2 separate regions of the Oryctolagus cuniculus genome follow, and region 2 is linked to region 1. A link is a contact called in public Hi-C data. All regions are on one chromosome and are shown on one strand. The core of a region is the stretch at or near the end of the contact, and the rest is flanking DNA. Distances in the headings are between cores, read along the strand shown.

Region 1 (5,677 bases), core at 2,884-5,383:
TTTAAATGCCCCGCCTTTTATTTAGCCATCATCAATTGCCTATTGTACATGATGTTGCAGTGAACATGGGAGTGTGAACATCTCTTCAGCAAACTGATCTTATGAATTTGGGTATGTATGTAGAAGCAGGTTTTGCTGGATTGTATCATTGTTCTAGTTTTGATTGTTTGAGGAACCTCCATTTCCACAGTGGCTATACTAACTTACAGTCCCACCAATAGTGTTCCCTTTTCTCCATACCTCCCCAAGTGTTGTCTCTTGTCTTTTTGATCACAGCTATCCAAACAGCATTGAAGCAGTACCCCATTGTAGTTGTAACTTGCACTTCCCTGATGGTCAGTGATGTTGAGTATCATGTACCCATTGGACTTTGGTATGTCTTCTTTTAAAACATCTTTCTAGATCCTTTGCCCATTTTAAAAAAGACTTTATTTTTATTTATTTGAAAGAGCTACAGAGAGAGAGAGAGAGAGAGAGCAAGATCTTTCATCTACTGGTTTACTCTCCAAATGGCCACAATGGCTGAGACTAGGCCAAGCCGAAGCCAAGAGTCAGGAGCTTCTTCAGGGTCTCCAACCTGAGTGCACTTGGGTCATCTGCTGCTGCTTTCCCAGGTTCATTAGCAGACAGCTAGATTGGAAGTGGAGCCTCAGGAACAGGACCCAGAGCCCATATGGGATGCCAGCGCTGTGGACAGCAGCTTTACCTGGGCCACAGCACTGCCTTTGCCCATTTAAAAATCATATTATTGTTATTATTATGTGCTATTGAGTTGTATGAATATTTTGGATGTTAATTCCTTAACACATGTAGGGCTCATATCAATCTTCTCCCAGTCCATAGGTCGCCTTCTCATTTTGTTGGTGGTTTCCCTTCCCATGCAGAAGCTTTTTAGTTTGATTCAGTCCACTTGTTTGTTTTGCTTTTGGTGCCTGAACTTAGGGGGATCGTTCTTTTCTAGCCTGTTCAAAGTGCTGGGGTAAAGCTGAAATTTAGTAATTTGTCCATTCATTCAAATCAGCGATTGGACCGCACCCAAGTGCCAGGAACTGCCTGAGGCACTGGGGATCGGGAGGGCAGACTGCTCTCCCTCTCAGAGAGCTCTTCTCAGAGTGAAGAAACACAGGCAGGAAATGAGCAAATGAGAGCGATTTCAGCTAATGAGAAGGGCGAGGAAAAAAATAAAACAGAGGGAGATGCAATGATGATGCCATTGTAGGGGCTACTTTAGATTCCAGTTGGATCTTGAAATGAGGAATTGAGGCTAATGATGCTACACATGTGGAGCGATTTACAGTTTACAAATGCAAAGAGGCTGGCAGCAAAGGTCTTCTACTCTGACTTTTCAGATGAGAAACCAAGGTTCAGTGAGATTAAGACACATACTCAAGGCACCAGGAATGGCAGCTCCCAGTTCTGGCTCCATGCCTGCCTTCATTTCCAGGACCAAAGTTTTTCTCACACTGTGCAGTAATGTGGAATGTGGGGTGGGTGGGTGGGTGGTGGTGGTGGTAACAATGGTGCGTGGGATGGGAGAATCAGCCACAGCTAGGCGGGAAAGGCAAGAAACACGTGCCAACGCAGGAAGAGCCCACAAGGGGGCAAGGAGGGTGCCAGCTCCCCCTAAGGTCATGGGTAGGATCCAGAGGGCTGCAACTTCCCCAGGAACGCATCTGTCCGCACCCTGCTCTGCCTGCACCACTGTTCTCAGCCTCCTCCCCAGGCTCGGGGGAGCTGTGGGTCACATGTGGTTTCCATCACCGCATTTATCTGCCTCGTTGTCATCGCACTTGGAAGATGACCGAATCCTCTTTCCCATCCCAGGCCTCCCCAGACTGTGCAGGGTGCACAAGTCAAATCTGGACAGGCTGCCTCATCTCTCACAGGTTAGAAACAGGGAGAGGTTTCAGGAATGTACAGTGATGTACCACCCACACCCCTTCCCCCTTTATTAAAACAAATCTGAAACAACAGATGCGGAAATGTTTCCACTGTACCATTTCACCCTGCCTGGTTACAACCCTGCCTTCATTCACACCCAGCTGGGTGATCTTTTCTTTCTTTCTTTTTTTTTTTGTGGCCTCAGGCAAGTAGGGTTCTTCCCTCCCAGTCCCTCCCATAATAAACAATCACTAAACAGCTTGCTGCTCTAGGCAACTGTGTGTCCAGCTTGGCCAGGCCCCAGGACTTGAGGGTGGGAGGTGTTATCAGCCTGTGAGGCCAGAGAGCTGGGCTTGGCCCACAGATTCTGCTAGGCACCTAGCACTTTGCGGGGGTGGGTGTGTGGACGTAGTGGGCTTTTAGAGGGGCTGGGACCTTGGAAGTCAACTTAATGAGGAACCCACCATCTCCTACTGACTGTAATTAGGATCATTCTCTGCTTCGAGTTTCCCGCCACAGCTGGGCTGGTTGGCAGTTCTACTGGTCACCCATCCTTAAGAGACATCTTTTTAAAACTACCATCACACCCATCACAAAGAGAGAAACAGCATCGCTCTTAGGGTAGGACAAGCTGAAGTTAACCAGTTTCCTCAGCTATCAGAAAATGTCTGTGGGCATTGTGACTGAATCTCTCAGCAGCTTTCCTGGGCTGCAGACGGGGGGGGGGGGTGCTAGGAGTGGGGGGAGGACAGGTGTTCCCCACAGAGGCACGCAGGCAGCAGTGTGATCATTCTTTATTCCTGGGGACTGCGGTGTCGCCTTAGGAAAGAAGAAAAAAGAGAGATGGGCTACGTAGAGGAACAGGGATGCGGATTCCACGCTTTGTAAGAAATACTCAGATACTGGGCCTCGGCGGCTCGCAGGTGGGTTGGCTGTCTCCGAAGTCTTCCCCTCCTTCCCCGCCCCTCGGGCGCTCTCCCACTGCCCCATTTCCAAGGAACCTGCACCTTCTCCGCCTCCCCGCTCTGGGAGGCGTTCCAGGAGGCGCCGGGAGCGCCCGGGGCAGCCGAGCCGAGCGAGGCGAGCCGCGCGGGCCCCGGCCGGTCCCGCCTTCGCCGCGTCTCCGCGGGCACCTCCGGGCGGCGCCACTTCCCGGCTGGGCACCGCCGGGTCTCGGGGCCTGCGCGCGCCGAGGCGCCGCGGGGCGCTCGCCCGGGGCCGCCCCGCGCTCGGGACGCCCGGCTCTCCCCGCGAGGGGCACCCGCGCGGCCCCACGGTCGCCGGCGCCGCGGCCGCGGCCGGGGGGTTATGAATGGGCGCAGCGGAAGCACCGCCCCCCCCGGACGTGACGCTCGGCCAATGGCAGCGCGGTCTGCGTGGATGGATGAGGTCAGCGCTGTCGTGTCGGGAATGGAATGTGTAAGTGTAACATTCAGAACCGGGTAACACTCGGCGACCGAACGCGGCGGTCGGCGGCGATCGCGCGGGGGCCTGCGAAGCGCCGCTCGGGGCCGGCTCTGCCCGCGGGGAGGACGCGCCGCCGCCGTCGCCGCCGCCCAGCGCCGCCCGCAGCCGCCGCCCGCCCGCCCGCCGGGCCGCCGCGAGTGCCGGGGCCGGCCCCGCGAGCGCAGAGTAAACACCGGCGGAGTCGCTGCAGGAGGGAAGACAGAGAGATGCAGGGATTTGTGAGGTTACGGCGCCCCAGCTGCAGGATGCACTAGCCGGCCCGGGAGCCCCGGAGCGGCCGCCTTGTGGGGAGCGGAGCGCTGTGCACACGGGAGTGTGGATGAGTTGAAGTTGCTTTCCCGGGGGCTCGCCTTCCACGCCGCGGAGAGCGATCGGAGGGAGAGGCGAGGCGACCACTTCGGCTTGCCGCGGATCGGGCGCCGGGAGCGTTTGCTTTTTTTTTTTTTTTTTTTCGCCCCTCGCTTTTCTTTTTTCCTCCGTCTTGTTGCATGCACGAGAATTGCAGTCCGCTGCTCGCCCGCCCTGGGTGCGAGGTATTCCGCCCCGCCGTCTCCCGTGCATTGTGCGACCCGAAGATGAAAGACCGAAGGGGAGAAAGTTAAGGAAATCGCCCACATGCGCTGGATCAGTCCACGGCTTGGGGAAAGGCATCCAGAGAAGGTGGGAGCGGAGAGTTTGAAGTCTTTACAGGCGGGAAGATGGCGGACTGGAGCTGAAAGTGTTGATTGGGAAACTTGGGTGATTCTTGTGTTTATTTACAATCCTCGTGACCCAGGCAGGACACATGCAGGCCAAAAAACGCTATTTCATCCTGCTCTCAGCTGGCTCTTGTCTCGCCCTTTTGTTTTATTTCGGAGGCTTGCAGTTTAGGGCATCGAGGAGCCACAGCCGGAGAGAGGAGCGCAGCGGTCGGAATGGCTTGCACCAGCCCGGTCCGGATCATTTCTGGCCCCGCTTTCCGGACGCGCTGCGCCCCTTCGTTCCCTGGGAGCAGTTGGAGAACGAGGATTCCAGCGTGCACCTCTCCCCCCGGCAGAAGCGAGACGCCAACTCGAGCATCTACAGAGGCAAGAAGTGCCGCATGGAGTCCTGCTTCGATTTCACCCTTTGCAAGAAAAACGGCTTCAAAGTGTACGTCTACCCGCAGCAGAAGGGGGAGAAAATCGCCGAAAGTTACCAAAACATCCTAGCGGCCATCGAGGGCTCCAGGTTCTACACCTCGGATCCCAGCCAGGCGTGCCTCTTTGTCCTGAGTCTGGATACTTTAGACAGAGACCAGTTGTCACCTCAGTATGTGCACAACCTGAGATCCAAAGTGCAGAGTCTCCACTTGTGGAACAATGGTAGGAATCACTTAATTTTTAATTTATATTCCGGCACTTGGCCCGACTACACCGAGGACGTGGGGTTTGACATCGGCCAGGCGATGCTGGCCAAGGCCAGCATCAGCACCGAAAACTTCCGACCCAACTTTGATGTCTCCATTCCCCTGTTTTCCAAGGATCACCCCAGGACAGGAGGGGAGAGGGGGTTTTTGAAGTTTAACACCATCCCTCCTCTCCGGAAGTACATGCTGGTCTTCAAGGGGAAGAGATACCTGACAGGGATAGGTTCAGACACCAGGAATGCCTTATATCACGTCCACAACGGGGAGGACGTCCTGCTCCTCACCACCTGCAAGCATGGCAAAGACTGGCAAAAGCACAAGGATTCTCGCTGTGACAGAGACAACACCGAGTATGAGAAGTAAGTGGCCCTGCCCAGGCTGGGCCAGGTGTGAGGTTGGGGGTGGGAGTGAGGACCCAGAGCCCCTCATGGGTTCTGTGCCTTCCCGCTCGGAGCCCGGGACCAAGCAGCCTGGTTCAGGTGTGGGTAGCTCGGAGATGAGCGCCGGGAGTTTGAGCTCCTGGGGCACGCTGCACAGCCTGGTTCCGGTGCCCAGGAGCTGACAGTTTTCCCCTCTTGTCTAGGAGGCCTGCGAGGCAGGGTCCTGTCTCCTGTGCCGGGTGGGGGTTTGCCCCAAGTTTGGAAACCATGCTTCCCCTGTGGCCCTGGGACGTGGGGTCTGGGGCGATGTCCAGATCCCAGCGAAGGCATGTGTCTACCCCCTGACCAAGACCCTCCCCCAGGTGGATGCTTTGTGTGTGTTTCTCAGGAGCGGGAGTGCCTGCTTCTCCTGGAGTTTCTCAGCCACACACTGTCCTCTTTCCATGAACCTCCAATGCCTGGTAGTGGTGGAAGGTGTTTTAATTTCAGCTCCCAAACTTGTGTGCCCATCTGCTTCCTCCCCCGTGGCCTTGACTTTCATGAAGGGGAACTGTGAGCTTGT
Region 2 (5,437 bases), core at 2,074-4,573, 320 kb before region 1:
ATAAATTCAGTGATGAATCATTGAGAACATTGGAAAAGGCGGGGAAGATATACTTACATCTGTGAAATACACTCCTGCTGAGTCCAAGTCAAACAGGATCCTCTCTCCCATCAGACATGGATGACTACAGAGTAAAGGATGAAGTGATAGCTGAGTAGAGACAAAATACCCAAGTCCTCTGAACAATTTCCTAAACATTTTAATTATTTTGAGGATCCCCACAATTTCTAGGTGTTGTTACTCATAAGAAATTTATCATTGATATCTTCATCATACTTGAAATTTATAAAGTGCTATTTTACATGTATGATCTTCTGATGTCAGAACCATGTTTATAGAATGTTAGTGTGAATTTGTTTTCAGTTGGGTAATCTAAAACAAATGCAAAAATAAGATTGATGCAGACCACATAGCCAGTAGATGGCAGTACTGAGCTCCTCTGACTCCCAAGGCTAATTATTTTTGCTCCAATTTAAGGAAAAATTCTGCCTGCCTTATTCCTGTTACTTTACCTTTGTCAATTAAATATTCAGCACAGTAATATTTGTCTAATATAGAGTGGTATACACCATTAACCTGCAAACTGTAGGGGAAGACTTTTGAAATCAAGAAGTTTGTATTAGGAGATTCAGAAATTTATAATGATGTAAATATCCCAAGTTGTTGAAGATCATTTAATGCTGAAGCTATGATTCACCAAAAGAAATTGTTACCTTTAATTAGAGATAGAAAGGAAAAGAAAATTATACCAAAATACTTTTCTGAGATAATTAACAAAATATCAGAGACAGATGGACTAGAAACAATGGAAAAACATGTTTCACCAAGGTTTCTCTTTGATCATGTATTGGATTCAGTACTGGCAAAAGCATTTCCTGGTTAGAAAATTATCCTTGACATTCTTCTGCTTTTTATTTAAGGAACTGGTTGACTTTGCCTTTAGAACTTTTTGCAATATGTCACCCTCTCCCTTTATCACCTCTGGCTATACACATTTGAGTTGGATTTTCTTAGTACATTCAGAAAAAAAGCCTAGGAAGTAAATTGAATCTTACAAGCAGGTATACTCCATTTCTTGCAAGCAGTATCAATAAAAATGATTGTTACTGAAACCACCAAGAGGAAAGCCAAGCCAGACTCAGGAGGTAATCCATATTATAGTGTCTACCTTTGAAACATCACAGCTCCAAAAAAATAAGTGTTCCATATATAAGGCGATCTCAAAAAGTCTGGAAAATCTGAGTAAAAGATAACTTTGTTCTGGTACAAAAAATATTGAAATTTACACATACAAGTTGTCTTCAAAAAATTTTCAGGCTTATGGAAAAGGTGTATTATGGGATTTCATTTTTTTCACCAAAATAAACTTTAAGTTCCATTTTCCATGAACTTTTTGAAGTACTCTCCTGTACTCATTTATTTAGGAACCATTACATCAGAATTCACAGGAAAAAAAACTTGCCTACTGCCATCAGAACACCACATAGTAGGCCCTGCTGAAATAGGTTATCAAATCAGTGATGTGCAGGAGAAATAGAAGCAAAGAAAGGATAACCCAAATGGACAGAAGCCCAGCCCAGGTTATTTGTGAAAAATGTGTCACAAAGTCTGCATGTGCAAAACAATGGAGTCTGAAAAGAAAATCTCACAAACATATCTGAACAGTAAGATTCCAAATTGGGTGTTTGGCAGTGGAATATTAAATCACTGTTAATAATAGGTTATTATGCAAGGTGGCACAGGGAATTGCAATGCACACTATTTATCTAATTCTGTTTCAGTACCCATTTATATCTTACAGTGTTTGAAAATAATAACATACCTGCCATTGTAAACAGTTTGTATTTGGGACTTTTAATTTTTAGAGGATCTACTCTTTTTTTATTCTGGCCATTTGTTGACTTACTAAACATTTTATCCATTGTTATCTCTAAGTTTAATTATTTACTGATTAACTACATAATTTGTAATTTATTATAAGTTGCTAATTTACAGATCATTCATTACCTGCTAATTGTTCAATTATCTTTGAATTGGTGCTCATTAATTTACTCAATAAACATTTGTTGAGCTATTGCTAGATAACCAACTCTAGTAGAACAGACACAGAGAAGCCGGAGTAGGGGATTGGGCTTTTCTTGGAAACTGCATATTCTTTAGTTCAAACACATATGTTCGCAGTATCTCTTCATTAACCCAATTCTATTTAGCTCCACTTAAAAAAATTCAGAAGAGGGTAATCTTTAGGAACTTTCATCTGTTACAGTTTTTCTAAAAACAGATAAAATGAAAAAACCTTTCAAAAATCTGGAAATACTTGGAAAAATCAAAATTCAAAAAGTTATCTGAGTCACCAAAATTAGATTTTATATTATATATAATCAAAAATAACATACATACATTACTGCTCATATAGATATTGATATTAAATATTTGAAGGATGAAAGGAGAGATGGCTGAGATACCGGGAGCAAACAAGATTGGAAGAGTTCAATGGGGTTAAATGAAGGGTAGAGATTATCTTGTGATTCCATTGTACCAGTTGTCATATGTAGTACTGGCCAGGTTAAGCAAGCCCAAATGAATGAAACTGTACTAACTGGATGGTTTGTTTTTCACATGGAACAGTTCCTTCTGTTTGGCAGCTGAAACATTCAGCTCAACAAACTAAATGATATTTTATATGAAACCAAATCTTTGTTGTTTGAATCTTCCCAGGTTTAAAGATTACCTTGATTTCAGCCAACTCCCATGGGCATATTAGAGATGTGAAGTGAAAGTGTAGTGTCATTGATTATCTTTTGCCAGAATTTGAGTCATATACTCTGAAAAAAATGTGGATGGCTCTTGGTCTAAATTCTTCCCCTGGTCTGCTTAATTTATTATAATTATGATTATTAATAGTTAATATGATTAATAGTAATACAAGTACAAAGCCCATCACTTCATGTAACTTTTCCTGTAAGTTTTCCCTACATCTGACATTTATATGACAGCACACCATGATTTAGATGAGTCATGATTTAGATGAATCATACAAGTTGCAAAGTACCTCCTTGATTCCACTTCAGTGGTTAAGTATTAACTTATTACTGGAACCACACTTTAAATTGATAAAAAGGAAACCAAGAGTAGATGACTGTTTTTCACTATACCATGAGAGATGTCCCCAAAAACTGTAAAGGGAAATGAGAAGCCATGCTAGATACATGAGAATGTTGAGATACTTTTAATGGAAGATCTGTTTGAGTCATGGAGGCCTTGAGCACTGTTAGTCTGATGCAACCCTCCCTCTAGTCTAGTGCATAGCAGACAGATATCAACATGTGAGCTGCCATTTCCATGCATGGAATGTGCCCCTCAGGGGTTGCTTATTTGGCTTAAGTAGGCAGATTGGATAGCTCACTCTTAAAACACACTTGGAGAAGGAACCAGCTTATCCTGGACAAGAAGATTACTGAAGACTATATAATGAAAGGAACTCTCCTAATTCTTTGAAATACTCAATATGAGTCAGCTTTATGATGTGCTTTGTTTTTTTTAAAGATTATTTATTTGAAAAGCAGAGTTACAGAGAGGGAGAGGCAGATGCAGAGACAGGTCCTCCATCTGCTGGTTCACCTCCCAGATGGCCAAAAGAACTGGAGCTAAGCCAATCCAAGGTGCAGGGACCCAAAGACTTAGACCATCTTCTGCTGCTTGGCCAACCGTGTCAGCAGGGATCTGAATCAGAAGTGAAGAAGCTGGGTCTTGAACCAGTGCCCATATGGGATGCCGGTGCTGCAGGCAGTGGCTTCACACACTATACCACAGCTCCAGCCCCATGGTGTGCTTATCTTGAGCAAAAAGCAGAATCTCCAAATTGTTTAGTTAATAAAAATTTTTCCAATTATAACATTTTGTAAAAAAAAGTATCCTTTCCTTCACATTGTTTTCAGAATATAAATAACTGATTTTTGATGGCAGTCTACACACACTTATACCTTTCAACAGAGTTTATTCTTTTTTAAAAGAAGATTTTATTTATTTGAGAAGTAGAGTTGCAGACAGTGAGAGGGAGAGACAGAGAGAAAGGTTCACTCCCCAATTGGCCGCAGTGGCTGGAGCTGCACCAATCCAAAGCCAGGAGCCAGGAGCTTCTTCCAGTTCTCCCACATGGTTGCAGGGGCCCTGGGACTTGGATCATCTTTTACTGCTTTCCCAGGACATAGCAGAGAGCTGTATCAGAAGAGCAGATGGGACTAGAACCTGTGACATATGAGATGCTGGTGCCGCAGGCAGAGGGATTAACCTACTACGCCACAGCATTGGCCCCTATCTTTATTCTTTTAATAATAGTTTTTCCTGGAGGGTGATTGGACAGGCATGGATGACAATGTGTTTCATTATATGTCTCTAGTTTACAAGAGGTTCCAGTTAAATAATAAAAGATCTTCGAAGGAAGGGGGAAAATATTTTTATGGCATGGCATTTGGCAGAAATTTGGGTTTTTTTTTTCCTTTGTCCCAACCTCTTGTTGCCTTTTGCAGTTGTTCTAAGTTCCTGAAGGGGGAGCTTTCACACAAGCCAACTGTAGGGTACTCGCACTGGTACATGGGCTTTCTGTGGCCACTTCCTTATCTTTCTGGTTCTTCCTGCAAGATCTCCCATTGGTAGATAGGAATTACTATCTTAATTAACATGATAGGAAGTGACAGCCAATCACAATGAATAAAAAAAATCTATTAGGTCATCCTTGGATATCAATTAATCAACTTCCATGTTAGGTATCCCATGATAGGAAAAGAGTCGTATATATCCCCACTGGTCCCCACTAATCAGAAAGCACTGGTGGCTGGGCCTTAGACATGTGTTGCTAAGTAGAGCATTCTTTGTGGATGTAGTAATTCAAACCTACCATCTTCTACTGCTAGATAAGCAAGCACGTTGGGTTCTCTTATGGCTAATGTGAAATGAATGCTCTTATCCTTTAATAAGAGTAATAATAAAGGACTCATGAGGTTTCCCCCTCCCTACCTTAAAATCCTGCCCCTGAAACATACTTCTATTTCAGTGGCAGCATACATATGTGACCTCATTTTAATTTCCAACTTCCTACTTAAAGACTCCCCTTAAAAGAAAGAGAAAAGTTAACAAATGTGCTTGTGTCTTACAAAATTGAAGCTGATTTGGTTTGAGTGCTTTTTTTTCCCAAACAGATGTGAAAAGAGTATTTCTTATTTCTCCTTTTTTTTAAAAAAAATGTTAGATATGATACATTGTTATTAAAATAGAATGTTTGGCAGGTGACAGTTTACTTCAGCTTTCTCATATTATCCTCATAGATCATTTCCTTGTGAGGGGAAGTTGAGACAAAAGCTTCAGAGTAACACTTCTCTTTACGATTCTTGGAAATATAATGCCCCTTCATCAGAAACACAATCTTTTAAAAGAAAAC

What was found. Hi-C and Micro-C count contacts between places; a contact is called where the count stands out from the background.
Region 2: a Hi-C map of skin fibroblasts shows a contact between it and region 1, with 8 times the contacts expected there. The contact joins the enhancer-like site here to the promoter of EXT1 in region 1. A contact is called at or near these places in 2 of 6 Hi-C or Micro-C datasets (skin fibroblasts and an unstated tissue).

The regions. Positions count from the first base shown.
Region 1 is chr6:143,847,921-143,853,597 of mOryCun1.1, reverse strand. EXT1 (exostosin glycosyltransferase 1) reads left to right here and starts at 4,133. Exons shown (of 11, transcript XM_002710745.5): 1 at 4,133-5,094. The coding sequence starts at 4,133.
Region 2 is chr6:144,167,062-144,172,498 of mOryCun1.1, reverse strand. All of the region lies in intron 3 of SAMD12 (sterile alpha motif domain containing 12), which reads left to right. Among named protein-coding and RNA genes, the nearest start is that of SAMD12, 250 kb to the left of the region's middle. Within about 2 kb of position 3,323, at least 1 of the 8 cell types and tissues checked has an H3K27ac peak or open chromatin away from gene starts, as enhancers often do.